Linked DNA regions of Mus musculus: region 1 is linked to region 2. A link is a contact called in public HiCAR-type data. All regions are on one chromosome and are shown on one strand. The core of a region is the stretch at or near the end of the contact, and the rest is flanking DNA. Distances in the headings are between cores, read along the strand shown. Region 1 has its middle 5.4 kb from the start of 4930423B08Rik. Region 2 has its middle 15 kb from the start of Gm33263.

Region 1 (5,085 bases), core at 2,255-4,754, 160 kb before region 2:
ATGTACTTCTCACTTTTCACAACAAGTTGGAGCCTAGAGTTGATCGACTCCAGAGACTTTTTTGTCTTTTTTGAGGCCACCATCTTCCTGCCTTAGGTGCGGGACAACCCCCAACCAACACCAGCCGCCAAGATGGCCGAGGAGAGAGAAAGGAAGGTGACCATGGCAACTCGTATAAAGCAAAACACTGCTTTGGGGCTGGCTTAATCCATTATCGTCATGATGGGAAACATGGCAGCGTGCAGGCAGACACGGTACTGGAGAAGGAGCTGAGAGTTCTACATCTTGATCTGCAGACAGCAGGAAAGACTATCCACCACATTAGACATAGCTTGAGCACAGGAGACTTCAAAACCTGACCCCATGGTGATACTCTTTCTTCAGCAAGGCCACACCTCCCGATAGTGCCACTCCCTATGGGCCTATGGGGCCATTTTCATTCAAACCACCCCAGTAGGAGGAGGACAAAACCTCATAAAGTTAGTGGTTAGATCTCCCTGTAGTAGAATTTCAACTCCTAGTTTTTAATTTCGGACGCTTCTGGATGAGCAAGTCAGTCTCTTTCTGGTTTTCCTTCCTTGTTTTAAAACGAGGATAAGAATCTTCACACCCAGCAACCGATGTATTACATAGGTTCCTGGTGGTTCAGGCTGCTCTCGGGCCCTCGGGAGGTGAGAGCAAGCAACCACGGGTGGGTCATCTCACACCACTTTTTTTTTTTTAAATCCTAAAACGAACGCAAATATGTTGTTAACCAGAATATAATTTTTTAATCTCTTAAGATTCAAAACAAAACCTCACATGTTGGAGACGGTTGTGTGTTTTCAAGGACGCTGTCGGAATGTGGTCTAGGAACAAAGTTGTGTGAGGGGAATTTTTAGTGCTTGTGAGAACACTCCAAGAAAACAAGTCCCCCCCTCCCCTCCCCCAAAACACAGACTTGTTCTTGGAACGTGTTTTCACGATGCTCCCAGGTGTAGCGGATAGGAGCCGGTTTACTGCAGATCACTCATTATTGCCCGCTGTTGTTAAATATCCTTTATGTGGGATTAAAAAAACATGCTTTTGCCACGTGCAGGTTGTCCTGGTGATTGTCCACAGTCTGAGCTCACGAGAACTTTACTCGTGTGACCTTTTAAACTCTCCGAGTAGAAACAGTCTGAGACTCCGAATACAGTTGACTACTGCAGCAGACTTTGGTTCGCCTCATTCATTGGCTCCATTCTCCCAGGTCCGGCCCTCCTGTAGAGCAGTGACAGACACAACGTAGAGAGAGGACTCAGGCCTGGCCTGAGCGTGGTTCCTTTTCCCATCAGTGGGATTCAGCTTGGAGCATCAGAGTGGGTCTCGCCACTCTGGTTTTTTGGTTTTTTTTTTTTTTTTTTTTTTTTTTTTGTTTTGTTTTTCGAGACAGGGTTTCTCTGTCCTGGAACTCACTTTGTAGACCAGGCTGGCCTCGAACTCAGAAATCCGCCTGCCTCTGCCTCCCGAGTGCTGGGATTAAAGGCGTGCGCCACCACGCCCATCTGGGTCTCGCCACTCTGAGGGAGTTAAAACTGAGGACGGTGTGTTTGAAATGCTTGGATACATTTGTTCCCGCTCATTTATGTACCCACCGTTAGCACCCCTTTCTAACGGTTGACTCTGCACACGAGCAGATGTATATATTCAGTGTATTCCCATCTATTACCTGTAATACAACTCATAAACCCCTGGGTTTTGACAACACGTCTTGGCAATTATTCACATAAACCCACAAGACTTTCTATTTTTATTTTTATTTATTATTATTATTATTATTATTATTATTATTATTATTATTGTGTGTGTTTTTTCAAGACAGGGTTTCTCTGTGTAGCCCTGGCTGTCCTGGTTTGTCTGCCTTACAATGTTCTTTAACATGAGCTCCGTCGATTATCTGCCATTCTGCGGTTAGCTCCTTGGGATGCTCTGTGTCGTTTGCTGTTGCAGATGCTGCTGTATTGAATGACAGTGGCTGTGTGCATCTTCTGCACTATAAATGCCTCTAAGTGGAGCAGCCAGGTTAAAAGCACCTGCAAGCTGGAGAGATGGTTCAATGGCTAAAGAGGGGGTTTTGTAAAGGGCAGTTGTGTGGAGTTTCCCTGAGGTTGCCCGTGTTCATACACGCTTCCACAACTAGCTGCCAGGAATCCCTCCCAGCTTTCTACCTTCTGTAATAAAGATTAGTATTTTCTTAATTAAACAAAAGCCCACAGCTGGGTGTGGTGGCTCACGCCTTTAACCCCAGCACGTGGGAAGTAGAGACAGGCAGATCCCTGAGTTCGAGGCCAGCCTGGTCTCAGAGTGAGTTTCAGGACAGCCAAGACTAAGACAGAGAAACCCTGTCTTGAAAAACCAAAAGCTGGGGGCTGGAGAGATGGCTCAGTGGGTAAGAGCACTGACTGTTCTTCCGAAGGTCCTGAGTTCAAATCCCAGCAACCACATGGTGGTTCACAACCATCCGTAATGAGATCTGACGCCCTCTTCTGGTGTGTCTGAAGTCAGCTACAGTGTACCAACATATAATAATAAATCTTAAAAAAACAAAAAACAAACAAAAAGCTAAACCCAAGCAAGTCAGCATCCCCCAACAAGCAGACATGAGATCTTGTAGAAGCTGCAGAGAATTTAGGTTAAAAGTTATTAATTTTTATGTGTGCATGAAGGTTTTGCCTGCATGTATGTATGTGCACCATGGAAATGCTTGATTCCCAAGGAAGTCAGAAGAGAGCATCAGATTCCTCAGAAATGGAGTCAGAGGTGGTTGTGAGCCACCCCATGGGGGCTCGGTACACAGGTCCTTATCAAGAGCAGTAAGTGATTTTAACCGTTGAGCCATCTCTCCAACCCCTCTCCCATCTAAGGTTTTAATTTATGGTCAGTTAAGAAAAAAAAGGGGGGTGGGGCTGGTGAGATGGCTCAGTGGTTAAGATCAATGACTGCTCTTCTGGAGGTCATGAGTTCAAATCCCAGCGACCACTTGGTGACTCACAATCATCTGTAATGAGAAATAAAGAAAGAACCTCTGGGCTGGAGCAAGTGGGGGGGGGGAGCAAGGTGGAGAAAGGGAAGGGGAGAAAGAAAAAGAAAGAGAAAAATGGGAAAAGGTTAGAAAATAGTTACCAATTATAATGATACACAGAACAGTACATGTTAATATGCATATTGTTTTCTGGGCACAGTTCTGAGTCTATGCATGCTCTTCTACATGAGCTTCACTCCTGACACAAATGTACGTGTGTAGACAGCTACACTCTGATGCATATTTGCCGTTACACACTTGGGGTCACGCCGGGTGTGTCATCTGCCATCCTGTCTTCTCGGTATTGCGTTCATTTCTCCATTATACGGCACGAATTGATGCCTCCTAGTTTATAGACCTTTCCTTTTAAAGTTGGGAACAACGCAAGCAGGTTTGACGCCTACTGATACCCGCTCAGAAGAGGCGGTACTCAGTTAATATTTACCCAGCTCCCCTTAAACACTAAGCAAATCAAGTTAGCGCGAGCCAGTGATTGACACCTTCAAGCCCAGGCTAGTGAGAGAAAGCCTATTTGGCCTTCTTGCTTCCCGTCTCCGTTTTAAGGGGAAAGGTTTGAAAAATTTCCCAGACTTATTACAGACTTAGTTACACAACACTGTTTTTTATGAGGAATTCAATAAAAGCCCAAAGCATAAGTTATGGCCCTTCCTCCGTGCCAGAATGCAGCGGGGTTTATCTTCTCCTACTGGGGCAAAGTTGAATACGTTCCATAAAACCAAACAACCTGAGATCTAGGGTGAATTGAGCCAAATGGTGAATAAAAGGCAAATAAGTAAATCAAGAAATCCTGAGGGGGAAGGACCTGGGCTAGTCGCTCCCGTCCAGCTGAGACGCCGCGCTGCATCTCATCAGTGGCCACAAGATGGCGCTATATCCCCTTTAGTTCCCGACGGTCTTGTAGCTGGCTGGGGGGGTGGGGAACGAACATGGACAGGAAGCCTCAGAGTTCTGTGCGGAAAAGCAACAGTGATTTTTTTTTTTTTTAAACCCCAATTCTGGCATTCAGCCAGGCTAATAAAAAGAAATTCTTTTTAAACCAACAGTATGAATTGAAAAAGGCTTTTAAGAAACATCTGCACAGAGAAACCTCTAACTCTAAAGGAGTCCAGCCTCATATTTATACTGTATAAATTAAAATGGAAAATAAAAGCCCATTTGGGCCAATGTGTGTATTCTCCAGGGCAAGCGAAAAGTACTTGTGAAGTCAGTTCACTTTCCAAATGATGGTATTAAATATAGAGAATATGAGAGCCCAGAACACTCAACACTCAACAGTGTAGGCTTCAAAGTTCAGCCTCCCTAAACAAACACAGTCAACCAAATTTCCCTCACAGGCTCAGTTTCGAGGGTAGAGGAACTATTCATTTTTAACTTTCGGCTTCCCCTGTTGCTTGCATAACATGGCTTCCGGGCATGCGTGGCACACACAGGCAGCTGTGCCCTCCCTGGCCACGGGAGATCGGGAACGGACACCGTCGTCTCTGTCACCATCTGGAGAACTAAAAGTCTCTACAACATCCAAAAATTGATGTTTCTATTTATACCGAAGGTAAGGAGATGCTTTAGAAAGCCAACCCTCAGCTCAATAGCTTACATCAGTTGCCAACTTGACACATCTGGGCAGATGGAAGCTCAGCGGAGTAACTGCCTTCATCGTATTGCCTGTAGCCACGTCTGTGGGACATTTTCTCAATTTCTAATTGATGTAAGAGTGGGTCCCAAGCCCACTGTGAGTGATGCCACCCGTGAGGAGATAGGGATAACTAACTGTACAGGAGCCTAGGGACCAAGGCAGTGTTTCTCCCTGGTCTCTGCATCGGTTTCTGTGTCCAGGTTCCTGCCCTGTGTTCCAGCCTGCCTTGGTGTCCCTCAATGATCGACTGTAGCGCCTGAAGGATGTTATTAAACCCTTTCCTCCCAAGGTGCTTTTGGTCACACAGCACATAAAAGCAAATAAGGACAATCGGATCAAAGCACTGTCTGGATGGTCCCGCTGGCTGACGGCACTGCGTATCCACAGC
Region 2 (5,584 bases), core at 1,843-4,342:
TTAAGATACTATCCTTATCCACCGGTAAATAAACCCATAAACCAACTTCTGAAGGGTAGGAATGTTCAGTCAGGAGGATTTTTAAGTTACACGTGGATGAGACACTGACATGTTAAGCTGAAAGGGAAATTCCAGATCATGGTTGTGCAAATGGTGCACTCGGTACCTGGATGCTAAACGAGGGTCTGTACATTCTCCCGGTGCCACTCCCATAAATCATGGTGACCTGGTTGGATCACCCTCAAAGAGCGTTCAGGGTTCTCACTTATGACTGCTGTTAGTTTTCAACATTTTCCGCATAAAAATATTAGGCGAGTTAAGTCGGTTTTAGAAAGATGTGAGCCACGGTATTCTCTCATTGGCGGTTCTCAGAATTTACATAGACACCCAAAATCATGTGTGCATATTTGACATGATCAAGAGACAAAGGAAGCTAAGAAACCAAGATGGCCCATAAGATAAGGAAAAAGACGTGAGCTAACATGATCCAAATATAGCACATACTTTTATGTAAACTTAAAAGTAGGTAAATTAGAAGAAAGTCTTTGAAATATTTCCTTTTGTCAAAAGCTAACTGAATTATATCTAGAGACGGCACTGAACCAGAAGGAGGGTTCTCTCGTACTAGAACCGAGGGACCAGGCACAGTACCTGAGAAAGAGGGACCATACCCGCTTGTGTCTCATGTTATGAGACAGGACTATAGAAAAGACAGACACGGAAGAAATCTTATCTGGTTCTCCACCCACTTAGCTCACTGTGTACTAGAAAGTGATATAAGCTCACAACCCTCTCATAAGGCTAGATAAGGACGTGGACTTCCCAAGGGGGAAAATGACACCTCCAATTTGGAAGCTGTAATACATGTCAAATAAATGGACAGGAGGGGGTGGGGGTAGCAAGAACTGTAAACAATTCTCAGCCTGTGGTTCACAAGGAATGCTGGGAGATCTTGGCTATCTGGGCAATCTGGAGAGGTGGGACAGTGTCTCATCAGACATCTAAACCAGATGAAAGGGGTTTCAAAAGCATGGGATTTCTATGCTTTTTATATTCGGGACATTTATTTTTATTGCATGCACATCTTTTCCTGTTTTACTGACAGCAAGTAAGATGGCTGGAGTATTTATATTTTCTCTTTCCATATATGTGTGTAGTCATTACTATATAAAAATAATCCAGGAAACCGGGTCGGCTAATTCTGAGTGAGGAAGCTGTGCTCTGGATCTCTTTTGTTGGTGCTATATTTAATCCTTAAGCAAAAGCCCACAGAGGAGAATTCAGTGACATTTCTTTCTATTAATGTCTCTTGTTTAAAAATTTGTTAACATTTTGTCTACGTGGCAAAGCACACAAACTTAAACGTGTGGTAACGGGCCATCACGTGTATTTATACATGTACAGAAATGTTTTAAAGAAGAAAACTATTTTCATTAAAATTGCCTCAGAACACTTCCTGGATTTGAAGTACTTAATGATTCCAAAAGTACATTTTACACTCGAGAGAGAATCCCTGTGTCTTGGAAGAGTTGACGTATTCACCCACACAATGTGTTTCCCATCAGCTGCCTTCAACAACGTGTAGCCCTGTCAATATTTAGACTTTTTGAGATTTTTTTTTTTTCAGGAGACACCAGGACAGGGAGTTTTTGCAATGAAAAATTTATGTATTTATTTTTTAAGTCTAGGTCTAATTGTCTCAAAGAGTTCTGAGGTCTGGAGATAAGGGAGGTTACAGAAAGCACATAAAGAAAGCATATTCTAGCTGACTCAATAAAATTAATTTTCTGCTGCTTCTCCATCCTAAATTGTTGGATTGAATTTACAGCAAGATGGAAGAGTCATAACAGAGGTATCCAGGTAGGGGCAACGTGATAGGGGTTATCATGGTAGCGACATCATTTCCTGGTTATCATGATAGGGAGGGTATCGTGAGAGAAACATCACGGTATCACGGTGTAAGCGGCAGGAGAGGGGCATCAGAAGCAGTGTGATGCGGCCCCCTCGCTACCCCCCACCTTGCTCCCCCTGCAGCTGAATCAGAGCTGAGGGAGGAAACATTTTGGGAATCTTAGAGTTTAGTCACCTTCCACACTGGGAAAGATGTTAACTCACAGCCCTGGAGATAGTGCTGAGGAGGAAGCAAAAGAACTTGCAGGTCTTTTAAAGCGGACCCCAGCACATCCTTGTATGTGGTTTTACCCAGGCTTCTCTATACAAGCATGGTGTGACGTCATTAATCAGCTCTACAGAATCTAGAATCCTCTGGGAGGCGGGACTGGGATGCCTGTGGGTGATGGCTGTGTTGTTATGGGAAGACCCCGTCTATGATGGCACCGTTTCTTGCCTAGCGTCCAGAACTGGTTAAATAGAGAGTGTGAACTGAGAAGGCAGAAAGACGCATTCGTCACCCCACTCTCCTTCCTGAGCTTGGATGAAATGTGACTGGCTGCTTCCCACGTAGGCGGACTTGACTCCCCGGCGCTTGTGGGATTTTTGAACTGTGAGGCAAAAACAAGCTCTTCCTCCATAAGATGCTTTTGTCCAGAGGATTCCAGCCACAACAGTAGGAAAGGAAACAGTGATCACGGAAACAGTTACTTTAAGGGTGCAAAGTTGACAAAGCCCACTAAGAGAAGACCAAAGGGAGGCAAATCAAGAGCTCCACAGTCGGTCAGGAAACAGTTGTGCAGGCAGATTTATGGAAAGAACTTGATTATTTTTCTGTCCTCATTGAAAGTAATGGGTCAGTGTTTTGGGTTGTTTTTTTTTTTTTTTTTTTAGTTAATATTCTGAACTCTGAAAAATCTCAATGCGTCTTTCCTTGGTGACTGCCCAGGTGCCCCTTTGCTGTTTTAGAGAGGAGCCATTTCTCACCCTCATGAGCAGCGAGGAAGGGGGGCTGCTGATTTAAATACCTTAACTTGGAATTTACTATGGATTTAAAATCTGACTTAATGTTGCATTAGCCTTTGGTGCCTGCTTTACTGCCTCTAAAACATGCATATATAATTGGATACTGTAATGCTTTGCAGGCAAAATAAATACCAACTCACACTTAAATAAATACTCTGAGTGATGAAGTTCATGTAGACATAAATTAATCATTTACCAGTTAACCAATATGCACAGGAAAGAAATGAATCACTTATTAAGGCTCGCCTCATCCATCAAGCGGAAAAAATAAAACGCTGATATATTTTATAGTGCCACTGTGAGGAAAGTGTATAAAATTATGGCAAACCAGTTTATAAACCATAAAATGCAGTATGAACATTAAATTAATAATATTTGTACTAATTCAGATTCAACACCCTCTGCATTAAATATAACTTTTTTGCCTATTGAAGCATGCACAAATCCAAGCTGAGGCTTTTTATTTAATTTTTAATGGTGTCTTCAGAATCCTTCAAAGCTTCTCGGGAGCTATCAGCTAGGTTAAAACATTTTACTGGTTCGCTCCTCCATTTTTGAGACAAAGTTCTTAGCTGTTCACATCCCTTGGGACATTTCCAAGAGGCTTTTTTTTTTTAAAGAGCGTAAGATCTCTCACTAATGGGGGCACAATATTGCAAAGGGAATAGGGGTCCAGGTTTTCTTTAATTCGGTAGAAGATATATTATCTCGCTCTGGGCTTTGCTTTATTGCACGTGGCAAATGGAGATGGAGGCTGATATAACAATCGAAGGTGGTGGTCTTTGCATATTTACGCTAAACAGACCGCAGTGCCAACCTGAGAGGCAAGGTCAGCAGCAGAGAGGCAAATCAAGGTCCTATAGCTCTGGCACTGCTCACAATGTTGTGGGTTTTTCAGGTAAAGTCATACTTTTTTCCCTTATGCCTAGAAACGCCACTAGAGGGCACAAGAGAGAACTGAGCAGCAGAGACTGGAATCCTTTTCTGAAAGGAGGCTTGTTTAGAAGACTTGACTTTAGCAAACCTGGAATCCACCCAGCACTCTTTAACATTTTCAAGGTCCCTCTGCGAAATGATAAAACATGGAATGGTATATATATATAAAGAATTCTATATTATATGTGAGTACGCTGTAGCTGTCTTCAGACACACCAGAAGAGGGCATCAGATCTCATTATGGATGGTTGTGAGTCACCATGTGGTTGCTGGGACTTGAACTCAGGACCTCTGGAAGAGCAGTCGATGCTCTTAACCGCTGAGTCATCTCTCTAGCAGCTCCTCATGCCTTTTAATGGAAGGCATAGATACAGAGATTCTATCTCCTCTACTGAGAAATGAGAAATGGCTGGCCAGAGATGTCTCAGACACTGCTATTCTAACCAGTGTGTCACATGACATCACTAAGAAAAAATCCTTGTCATGAACTATATTTCCAGTTGTGGGAAGGTAGATTTTTTCCCCCCTCTTGGATCAGCATTAAGTGCCCGATATTTGTTTTATGTGTGGAGGAAAATGTTCTCGGCTATAAAGGAAATATCTTCATTTTTTTCTTTTCATTAACTATCAGTAGGCTTGGTGTTTCCAATCCTCCACCCCATCATGATTCGCCCAAGAGTGTCCTCATTGGGAACCTGATTTGTACTAGATAACTTACTATCTAAGTGCTAACCGTGTTCTTGTCTGATCACAAAAATATTAGGGCCAGGAAAGTGGCTGAAATGCAGACTTATCCTGTTAAACTCCATAGGGGTAAAGACAAGAAAAATGAAATGTCATCTGCTTCCCAAATCTAACAGGGAGCAAAATTTTCCATTTTCCATTTGCAATATGTCCATTTTCATGGCAGGGTTATGCTGCCTCCGTCACTATGGCTCTGTGGTACCATTTGAGATCAGCTTTTATCCTACCTCTTAAGTTACTCTTTCTGCTTAGAGTTACTTAGGCAACTTGGGTCTTACCATAATGGAACTAGGATAAAGGTAGAATACCAGACCAAAAAAATGAAAGGAAGGCAAAATAAAGCGTTCAAGGTAGAGAGAAAAAAAGTTAATAAAGATATAAGCCAACATAACTAATATTTGTCCATGAGTGCAGCACTTGGGATACCAGTAGGTAAAACCAACAGCAATCCCTACCCTCTCGTAGTTCATGTGCCAAAAAGGAAAAGGGAGTTAAATGTGAAATTTATCTGAGGGAGACATAAGTCATGTAGAGGAGTAAACTGGGAAGGAAAAAAAGCAGGGGGTGGCGGTATGTGTAACAACGTTTGAACAGAGACTAGAAGCTGAGGACAGCTATATGCGATCAAGTCATACTGGAGAACAGTAAGTGAACGTGCAAAGGCCCTGAGGCAGGCTGAACTTAAAAGACGCAGAGGGTCTGGGACAGACTAAAATTGGGGAGGAGAGAGAGAGAGGGAAATGTGGTCTAGGAGGCCAGAGCCTTTGACTCTGCATGATGCAGAGAACTGTTGGAAGATCTGGAGTAATAGCAAGATGGTGAACAGCCACTATTGCCGTGAGAAAGATGGGGGGAGGGGGCAAATATGTCCGTTTAAATGAATTAAACCGCATAATTATGTCTGCCCACATTGAATGGATCTGATCCAGAACTGGATGACAGATAAGAGTTTGCAATGCGGTGCAAACACATCCAAATATTGTAATGG

The links. HiCAR-type assays count read pairs that join an accessible place to other places.
Region 1: a contact with region 2 is called in a HiCAR-type map of kidney, with 3 times the contacts expected there. The contact joins two enhancer-like sites. A contact is called at or near these places in 2 of 39 promoter capture datasets (the 3T3-L1 cell line and liver), 1 of 15 datasets of contacts at CTCF or cohesin (the NIH/3T3 cell line), 3 of 484 Hi-C or Micro-C datasets (Sertoli cells, bone marrow-derived macrophages and embryonic stem cells), 6 of 115 datasets of contacts at active chromatin or transcription factors (embryonic stem cells, fibro-adipogenic progenitors and kidney) and 3 of 9 other capture datasets (adipose tissue, embryonic stem cells and pancreatic islet).

Annotation. Positions count from the first base shown.
Region 1 is chr10:69,320,275-69,325,359 of GRCm38.p6, reverse strand. It overlaps the pseudogene Rpl30-ps7. Among named protein-coding and RNA genes, the nearest start is that of 4930423B08Rik, 5.4 kb to the left of the region's middle. Within about 2 kb of position 3,504, at least 47 of the 459 cell types and tissues checked have an H3K27ac peak or open chromatin away from gene starts, as enhancers often do. A contact at or near this core is called in kidney and liver, where this site is marked.
Region 2 is chr10:69,163,554-69,169,137 of GRCm38.p6, reverse strand. It overlaps a transcript of Rhobtb1 not described here. Among named protein-coding and RNA genes, the nearest start is that of Gm33263, 15 kb to the right of the region's middle. Within about 2 kb of position 3,092, at least 18 of the 459 cell types and tissues checked have an H3K27ac peak or open chromatin away from gene starts, as enhancers often do. A contact at or near this core is called in kidney and liver, where this site is marked.